Regions from separate parts of the Mus musculus genome. Here region 2 is linked to region 1. Evidence: chromatin contacts called from public HiChIP or PLAC-seq data. All regions are on one chromosome and are shown on one strand. The core of a region is the stretch at or near the end of the contact, and the rest is flanking DNA. Distances in the headings are between cores, read along the strand shown. Region 1 overlaps 1500026H17Rik (RIKEN cDNA 1500026H17 gene). Region 2 holds the start of Uhrf1bp1l (UHRF1 (ICBP90) binding protein 1-like).

The links. HiChIP or PLAC-seq counts read pairs in DNA pulled down with a chosen protein or histone mark.
Region 2: a contact with region 1 is called in a BATF HiChIP or PLAC-seq map of CD8 T cells, with 13 read pairs. The contact joins the promoter of Uhrf1bp1l here to the enhancer-like site in region 1. A contact is called at or near these places in 2 of 39 promoter capture datasets (3T3-L1-derived adipocytes and macrophages), 1 of 15 datasets of contacts at CTCF or cohesin (CD8 T cells), 4 of 484 Hi-C or Micro-C datasets (muscle stem cells, nephron progenitors, pre-B cells and 1 more), 10 of 115 datasets of contacts at active chromatin or transcription factors (CD8 T cells, the SCID.adh cell line, effector CD8 T cells and 5 more) and 2 of 9 other capture datasets (adipose tissue and liver).

What each region holds. Positions count from the first base shown.
Region 1 is chr10:89,700,727-89,705,385 of GRCm38.p6, reverse strand. 1500026H17Rik (RIKEN cDNA 1500026H17 gene) reads right to left here. Exons shown (of 3, transcript NR_130956.1): 3 at 4,520-4,659. Among named protein-coding and RNA genes, the nearest start is that of 1500026H17Rik, 17 kb to the right of the region's middle. Within about 2 kb of position 2,100, at least 42 of the 459 cell types and tissues checked have an H3K27ac peak or open chromatin away from gene starts, as enhancers often do. A contact at or near this core is called in CD8 T cells, adipose tissue, effector CD8 T cells and 2 more, where this site is marked.
Region 2 is chr10:89,742,849-89,747,507 of GRCm38.p6, reverse strand. Uhrf1bp1l (UHRF1 (ICBP90) binding protein 1-like) reads right to left here and starts at 2,517. Exons shown (of 21, transcript NM_029166.2): 1 at 2,220-2,517. The coding sequence starts at 2,263.

The DNA.
Region 1 (4,659 bases), core at 851-3,350:
CACACACACACACATACACACATGCACACACACATACACACACACACACACACACACACACACACACACACACACACCACAGATAGACACCAGGCATATACAGCACACAGATGGGATAAACACAGATCACAGGCACCAGAGAGAGGTGGATGATGCAGGGAAATAGAGAGTTCAAATCTGTGTCCATTGTTGGTCTAAACTATTCCAGGTCAAAAGAGGCCTTGGATATGACATCAGTATGGTACAGCAGACTTTGGATATTTGAAATCTTTTCATGTGCATTCCTTTGAGGTGGGGTCTCTCACTGAACCTGGAGCTAGGCTGCCAGCTAGCAAGCTCCAATGATCCTCCTGTCTCTGCCCCTAATTGTTAAAGAAATTTTAAATCCCAATCCTGGGTTTCTACTCTGCCTTGATCATTCCGGTCTTACAATAAGCCCCATTTGGCACAATAGCTAGGCAGATATCTACCCTCTATGCTATTAAAATCTATTTCCTATTGATAACCCTGAGCTATTACTTACAATGGTTCATCTGGGCTGCTCTTAACTCCAACTGGCCAGCCCTTGGGAATGTGTTCTCTTGACTCCTAACCCATGGCAACTTTCTCTTCCTCCTTACTTTCTTCTCTCACTTGTGCTTCTCCTCTGACCTCCCCCAGGCCCAGGAACCCTAAGACCCATCTGTCTTAGTCAGGGTTTGTATTCCTGCACAAACATCATGACCAAGAAGCAAGTTGGGGAGGAAAGGATTTATTTGGCTTACACTTCCATACTGCTGTTCATCACCAAAGGAAGTCAGGACTGGAACTCAAGCAGGTCAGGAAGCAGGAGCTGATGCAGAGGCCATGGAGGGATGTTACTTACTGGCTTGCCTCTCCTCGCTTGCTCAGCCTGTTCTCTTATCGAACCAAGACTAACCAGCCCAGAGATGGTCCCACCAACAAGGGGCCTTTCCCCCTTGATCACTAATTGAGAAAATGCCTTACAGCTGGATCTCATGGAGGCATTTCCTCAACTGAAGCTCCTTTCTCTGTGGTAACTCCAGCTGTGTCGAGTTGACACAAAACTAGCCAGTACACCATCTATGTCTCTTCTGCCCAGCTATTAGCTGTCAGCATCTTTATTCACCAAATAACTTGGGGGTGGGGGCAAGGTCACATAGCTTCACATGGGTCTACGTGAGGACTCTCTTGTCTCTGGGGCAACCAGGTCTTGGGGGCCTGCATTTAGCATTGCAATACACAGAAAAGACCAGACCTCAATATGCAATAGTCTTGGGATTTCAGTTATGTGCAGCCATAGTCGGCTTTTTAAAAAATATATATATATATTTATTTTATTTGTGTGAGTACACTGTAGCTGTCTTCAGACACACCAAAAGAGGGCATCAGATCCCATTACAGATGGTTGTGAGCCACCATGTGGTTGCTGGGAATGGAACTCAGAACCTCTGGAAGAGCAGTCAGTGCTCTTAACCACTGAGCCATCTCTCCAGCCCAAAATATTTTTTAATGTATTTTATGTGTATGTATATATCTCTGTGTAGCATATGTGCACCCAGTGCCTTTAGAGGCCAGAAGAGAGCATTGGATCCCCTGCAGCTAGAGTTAAACACAGTTATGAGCCAACCTGTGGGTGCTGGGAATTGAACTCAGAACCTCTGGAAGAACTGCTAGTGCACTAAACCACTGAGCCAACTCTCTAGGCCCATACTTGGCTTTTTAAGTAGAAGCTGAGGATTCACATCTGTGCAGCAAGCACCCTTACCTGCCTCTCATTCCCTTGTTGACCTTAAAGTTAGCATACAAAGTAATGGATTTCATTGTGGAATTTTCATACATGTCTGTATACTTTTAATTAGGAGCTTGAATCTAAGCACTCAAACCCAAGACAAATGAAACAGCTTTCATATAAAAAATTGAAACTGATACCAATTCAGTGAGTTTTTTAAGCACTTACATTTTAAACTCCATTTTCCTCTTGACTAGGGACCAAAAAAATGCGATGACAAAAATGCTTTCTTTTTCTGTGTAACTTTCAGGGGAAATTGAATCTGTAACCTATGCCACTTTAAGAGAATGGGGCCAGAGGGTGAACCAACCAGTGTGACAGGAAACAGCAAGAGTAAACAAGAGCAAAGGGGTGGGGGAGGGGCTGAGACAATGGGAAGGAAAGAAGGAAAACCACAAAAATCTCCACTCCCAGCGCCAGAAGAGGGCGTAAGCAAAATCGTGATTTTTAGATACTTATGATCTTAAAATATTTATTTCTTTTTTAAAAAAAAAATCTACTGAAATAATTTTTAAAAGTCTTATTTATTTTACATGCACGTGTGTGATGCTTACATGTATGCATGTGTACCATATACGTGCATGAATATGTGTCTGGTGTCATCCGAAGAGTCCACAAGAGTGGATCAGATCCCCTGCAACTGGTGTTACAGATGGAGTTACAGATGGCTGTAAACTGTCATGTGGGTGCTGGGAACTGAACCTAGGTCCTCAGAAAGAGCAACTGTTGAGCTCCAAACTGTCGAGCCATCTCTCCAGCCCTCTGATCCTCCATGTTTACATCAGTGATTCACAGCCATTAAGTCCTATCTCAAGAGAATAGCTTGAAATAATATTACCCTAAGGGAAATTTCCATTTTGTCCAGAGAGCTCAGGCAAGAAATGGGAAAAAGGACTTAAGGAAATGTACTATACCCTCCATAAGTATTTAGTGTGTAGTGCTAACAACATAAATGACTCAGCAGAAGCAAATAACTTGCACTTATTTTAAATGTTATATTTATAATATAAAATATATGTATATTTGAAAGGATCATGTGGATCCTTATATGTATATATGATATATACATATGTATATATGTAGCTGTCTCCATACACACCAGAAGAGGGCATTGGATCCCCATTACAGATGGTTGAAGGCCACCATGTGGTTGGGGAAACTTGAACTCAGGATCTCTGGAAGAGCAGTCAGTGCTCTTAACTGCTGATCCATATCTCCAGACCTTGTACTCCTTCTTAAAGATAACAACATATTTTAAAACAAGATTCTACAAACATGTTTGAAGACTATCCTCCCTCTCAGAATCACCACCCCTACCAGGCAACAGTTTGTGTTTACAAATTTATAGTGTTTTGCCTCAGGAGTGTTAGTTTAAAGCTTATGGGTGGTATCTTTTGACATTCTTAATGAGTTTCCTTTTTTTTTTTTCCTTTGTATCAAAGAGATACTGGGGTTAATATTAATTTAATTTTAATTTTAAAACGCCAACTGGTGAAGATAAAGAATCATCTCTCCCTTCTGTTTCTCAAAACTCCTTGTCTGTCAAGGGTTGGCAAGTGTGAAACCTTACAAAAGAAAGCAAAAACAAAAACAAAAACAAAACAAAACACCCTCCTCTCATACCCAAAGTAGAACTGGGGAAGCGAATTGAAAAAAGTCAACAACTAAAAAGCCTCCGCGTTATCTCTGAGCAGCACCTATTTTTCTTTTCTTTTCTTTCTTTTTTTCATTTTAAGGCTTTTTTTTTTCTTTTTCTGAGACAGGGTTTCTCTGTATAGTCCTGACTGGCCTCGAACCGCCTGCCTCTGCCTCCCGAGTGATGGGATTAAAGGCGTGCGCCACCACTCCCAGCTCTAAAGCATTTTTTTTAATTAGATATTTTCTTTATTTACATTTCAAATGCTATCCCCAAAGCCCCCTATACCCTCCCTCTGCCCTGCTCCCCAACCCACCCACTCCCGCTTCCTGGCCCTGGCATTCCCCTGTCCTGGGGCATATGGCCTTCACAATACCAAGGGCCTCTCCTCCCATTGAACAACTGAAGGGGCAGAGGAGTCCTAGCCATTGTTAATCCCACTGAAGAGAGTAAAGACCATTGTCCAAATTCTTTGGTCAATTTATGAAAGCCTTAGTTTCTGTCAGACAGGGCTATCTCCCTGATGTGGGTCTGAGATACTAGCATCAGACATAGGAGAAGGTGGGGTTTATATTAGCCCCTGCCCCCAAACTGTAAGGCTGTGGGGTGGGGGTGGGGGTCCAAAGGTTTTTGATTATATAGGAACTTGGCAAAAATATTTCAAAATTATTTGGCAGAACATCTTATAAGAATGTCAAATTCTTTTTTTTAAATTTATTTATTTATTATATGTAAGTACACTGTAGCTGTCTTCAGACACTCCAGAAGAGGGAGTGTCTCAGATCTCATTATGGATGGCTGTGAGCCACCATGTGGTTGCTGGGATTTGAACTCAGGACCTTTGGAAGAGCAGTCAGTGCTCTTAACCGCTGAGCCATCTCTCCAGCCCCAGAATGTCAAAAATTCTTGAAAATGGATCAGGATCTGGTAAAATTTAATTTTTACAGAAAATAGGAGGGAATTTATTTCGACATTGTAATAAGATGGCTTCTAATAAGATGGAGTCAGGCTGGTCCACCACCATCAGGAGCATTTTCAACCCATGCTCACGTATGTTAAATAACCAAATGTATGGAAAAGAGATACCACATAAAGCATAGAGATAATTTATAAAAATCAATTGTGGAATTGAAACAAGTTCACAATATTACTGAATAAGAGATGAAATTGAAATAATTAAACTACCTGGGGATAAATATTGCCAGGTAACTCTCGGTTATATTTTTTAAAG
Region 2 (4,659 bases), core at 1,268-3,767, 42 kb before region 1:
TGGCCAGCCTCCAGAATTGCCAGTTTCAATCTTAAGATCTCAACTTTCACTCAGTGTGACCATTCTATTTTTCTAGACAGACTTCTTCCTGGAAGAGTCCCTGCAGGAGAGCCTGGAAGAACTTGGGCATTTTCCTAATGTTTCCTCTCTCTGATGGTACAGGTTCCAACGCCCTCCCCCAGAGGATTCCACCATTCCAGGCTGGCCTCAGGCTCTACTGCCAAGGACAATCTAAATCTGACAGCTTCCAACTCCCAAGCGCTGAGACTACAGGAATCTGTCACCACACCCGCTTTATAAGGTATATAAGGTGTTAGGCACTGAACTCAGGGCAGCTTTCATGCTAGGCCAGCACTCTAACCCAGCCTGGGAAACTGAGTTCCAACTCACACATGGTGTGGTAGGTGAGCACCAGTTATCCTCAGATGTTCCATACATAGACTGGATCAGGCACATATGTGCACACTTGGATGTATACAGTAAATAAATAAAAATATAATAATCTTTAAAAAAAACTACAAATGGTTTCTCCATTTAAAAAGAAAGAAAATGCTATGTTTTAGAAACTTTCTGATTTAAAATGAAATGCTCATTACTATTTACCACACAGGTGTAAGAAATCAGGAAGATTATAATGTAATCCTAAGGGCTTAACTCTAAGTATGTGGGAGTTATCTATGTGGCAGAGTAAGCCATTACACGCCTGCTCTTAAGAGGTCTTCCCAAATGGACTTATACAAGAGAATTAAAGGATAATGCCCTAAGGCACTTATCGACTGAATTAGATTTTCTTTTGGGCATACAGAGTGGTACAGTATCATTATCCCTGGGAGAGAAAAGGGCAATAAAATCAGTGTCTATGGATCTGAATTTTCTTATGGCTCTTGAAATAGGCAAGGGCGAAGTGTATCTCATGAGTCAGACTCACCCTAAGTAATAAACATTATTCAAAATAAGATGACTCAGTATTGCACTATCTATATAATTAAAAAAAATCCAACAAAGCATGGTAGCACAGACCTGTAATCTCAGCACTCAGGAAGGTGAGGCAGGATGACACTGAACTTGAGGGTAGCCTGAGATTTATTTTCAGGACAGCCTGAGCTACTTAACCTGTTTAAATACACACACACACACACACACACACACACTCACTCTCTCTCTCTCTCTCTAATTAGTGATACTAAGAACCAAACACACGGTCACAAACTTTGCTATAGTTTGATACTTTATGTATACATACTGTGTGTATTAAATTTTATTCAATATAAAGATATAATGTCAGGAAAATATCTGCTGAATCATAGTATTGTTTTGTTCAATATGTTCTCAACTGTAATATATATATATGTATTACACACACACACACACATATCCAGAAAATGAAGACATGTTTACTATACAAGTCTATCATTAAACCTGAGAACGTTCCTTTAATCAGTTAAAAGCATTCATTAACTTACAAATAACAGAGGAGAGAAAGAGATCCTAACCAAGAGCTTTTAATTCTCTGTCACCAACTTGGAACAGGGTCCTACATTTAGCCTGTTTCTTGAGACAAATATGGAGAAGCCAAGAGCAGTAACAAACTGCCAGTTTACTGAGTCATGTTTCTGACTAAAACTGTGTTATGAAATGGAAAGAGTGACACGTCTGGGGTTTAAACACCAGGGACGTTAACTCCCTGAACTCAAGGGTCGCGGAACAAAATCGGAAAACTCTGCAGCAAGAACGAACGCGATGCGGGACTGAAAACGACTTCCACGGAGAACTGGCCGAAGCGGAGAAGTCCTGCTTAATTTCCCCTAAAACAAATCCGAACTGTGCAAACAAGCACACCCTCCCGTGCAGCGGAGCGGGGACGCCAGGTAGGGGGCACCGAGAACAATCCCAAGGTTAACGTTTCACTGGCACACACACACCCCAGTCCTCGGCTAACGGAGCCGCTCGGCTCCGAGCCCCGGGAGCTTCCGAGCCGGACCGGGTCCCAGCCCAACCCCATCCACCCAGCACCTGAGTGACGCCGGGGACGTCACCAGCCTCGGCGCAGGAGCGGCCCCCGGCGGAGGAGGAGACCCCGGCCCGCCGAGCCCCGCCGCCCTCCGCGTGACTCCGGAGGCCGGTCGGGGGCGCCAGCGGCACCGGCAGAGCCCGAACCTGCGACCTGGACCCGAGAACCGGCGGCCAGCGGACGGGACCGGCCCCGAGCGCTCGCTGACCTGGAGAGGTGCTTCAGGATCTGTTTCTTGATGATCCCAGCCATGGTGCCCGCCGGGCTGGAGCGCCGCTCTCTTGTCGCTCCTCACAGCCTCCTCACTTCGCGGCAGTCTTCTTTCGGTCCCGCCTCACCGGCCCGGAGGAGAAGCGCCGGAGAGATCACTCTCAGAAGAGACTCGAGGGCCTGGCCGAGGCCACAGCCGCCGCAGCCGCCGCCGAGAGCCCGAAGCATGACGCTCAGGCCGCCGCGGCCGCCGCCAGCGCCATCTTGGCTGCAGCATCACCTAAGAGACCGGGGGCGGGGAGAGGAGTCGGGGGGGCGGAGCGAGCTCGAGGTGGGCGGGACCTGTGGGAGTTCCGGGAATCTTCAGCCCTGCCTACTTCGGACTCCCACTAGGTCCTCCGCTGCCCTTTCCTAGTTGGTACTTGGGCTTTCATCTTTTCTTCATCCCTTTCATCTTGTCTGTGCCTCTCTCGCTGACATCCTAGTCTTGCTTCTTCATTTCCTCCGAACTCAACTTTCTGCTCTACAAGTAGCTCTGTTTATGTTATTCTTTTGGCCATTTCAGCTTTTTAATCTCAGTTTCTTTTACCAAGATCCTTCCCTTAGACTAACGGCTGTAATTTAATGTTTCCATTCGTTGGTCTAACCTTAAAGGAAGTAAAATTGACAGCATGTCATATTTAACCGAATATACCTAAAGACCTAGAAGTTAGAAAGTCTAGAGCCAGTGAGATGGCTCTCAGCCAGCAAGAGTACTTGTCAAGCAAGCTTGATGATCTGAACTTGATGACCAAACCACCATGAAGGAAAGAACTGCCCTTGAAAGTTATCCTCTGGACACACACACACATAGACACACTTAGTAGAAATTTTGAAATGGAATGCCCAAAATGAAGTCCTGGTTCTAATATTTTCTAGCTATGTTAACTTGGAAAGATTGTTTTCAGCTTTAGTTTCACTTCATGTATGAATGTGACTTTGGTCACACAAGGGGACGTCAGAGAACAGCCCTGGGTGTAGTGCCTCACTTTCTTCTATCTCTTCCTCAACAGCTACTTGTGTACTCCAGGTTACCTGGTTCCTAGGATCCTCTTGTTGGTCTCTTGTTGCCTCTCCCATATTGCCTAAAGAGTGCTGGGATTACAGACTTCTGGCTTCATGTGAATTCTGGAGACTCAAGTTCAAGTCCTGATGATTGAATGGCAAGTGTATTGTCTGCTAAGCCAGCTCTCTCAGCCGTTAACCTCACTTTTAATCATCTTTAAAATATAGTGTCTGCCCTTAGGGATGGTTTGGTAGGGGCCCTAGTAGGTACTGTTGGTGTGTCTGGGCCATATTGTCTGGCCACCTGTTGTAGAAGCAGGTTTTGAAAAAGATATAAATCACTAAAATATTTCATAAACAGGTGGGAGAGAGAGACAGTGTAGCCATTTGAGGTGGGAAGAAGCAGCATTAGAGTTCACAATGCTTGAAGCATGCCAGGGTAACAAGAATCTGCTAACACAAATACTGTGCAAGGATGAAAGCAATCTGAGCTGTTTGAAGGGAACCAAGCTGGGTGTAGTGACACATGGGTCTGTAATGTCAGCCCTTCGGGGACAGAGGCAGGAGGAGTGCTACAAGTCTGAGGTCACCATGATCTACTTAGCAACACCTTCTCTTGAAAAAATAAAAAAATAAAAATAACTACAAAGCCAAGATTTTATTACTTGGACATAGGATCCATAACAACTCATAAAAATGCCTGTCTTGGGACTGACTCCTACTTGGAAGCTGGCATGACAGTGATGGGTTGTACTTCAGAGCCTTACTAGACTAGCGAAGGCCGCCTGCAGCCAGCCAGGTCTTGTCCCTAGCTGGGTGACTCATTCCCAGTCTCTGCCCAGAACCCTGCTCCTCTCCGTCTCTGAGCTTCAGTAAGATAACATCCCTTGTCCCCAGTCTCTGATTCAGTAAGATAACATCCCTTATCCCCCGGCCCAACCCTTTTCTTCAGTTGACCTGAAGTTTCTTCTCTTAGAAATGATTAGGTGGAAATCAGCTGTATTTGCAGAGGAATAAATGTTAAAAGTAACATTTGATTGACAAACCAAACATAGGGTGTGGGGAGGGGCAAAGAAAGGCTAGCCAAACCTCCTGCTTCGCCCTGATTATGAACTATTAGGACAAACAAACATAGAGCAACAGAACACAAGGAAGTTCTTGAGGCTCGGACAGCCTCTGAGCACAGTACAGACTGGATAGTCTAGTGTACTTCAAACTGCCAACACCCACAGACACCTTTCTTCTGCCCTGGACTTCCTACAGAGTCATAATAACTCTAATACAGCAGCTCCCTGCCTTCATCATTTTAGCATAGGGGCTGGAGAGATGGCTCAGTGGTTAAGAGCACTGGCTCTTCTTCTACAGGAAGTGGGTTCAAATCCCAGCATCCACAT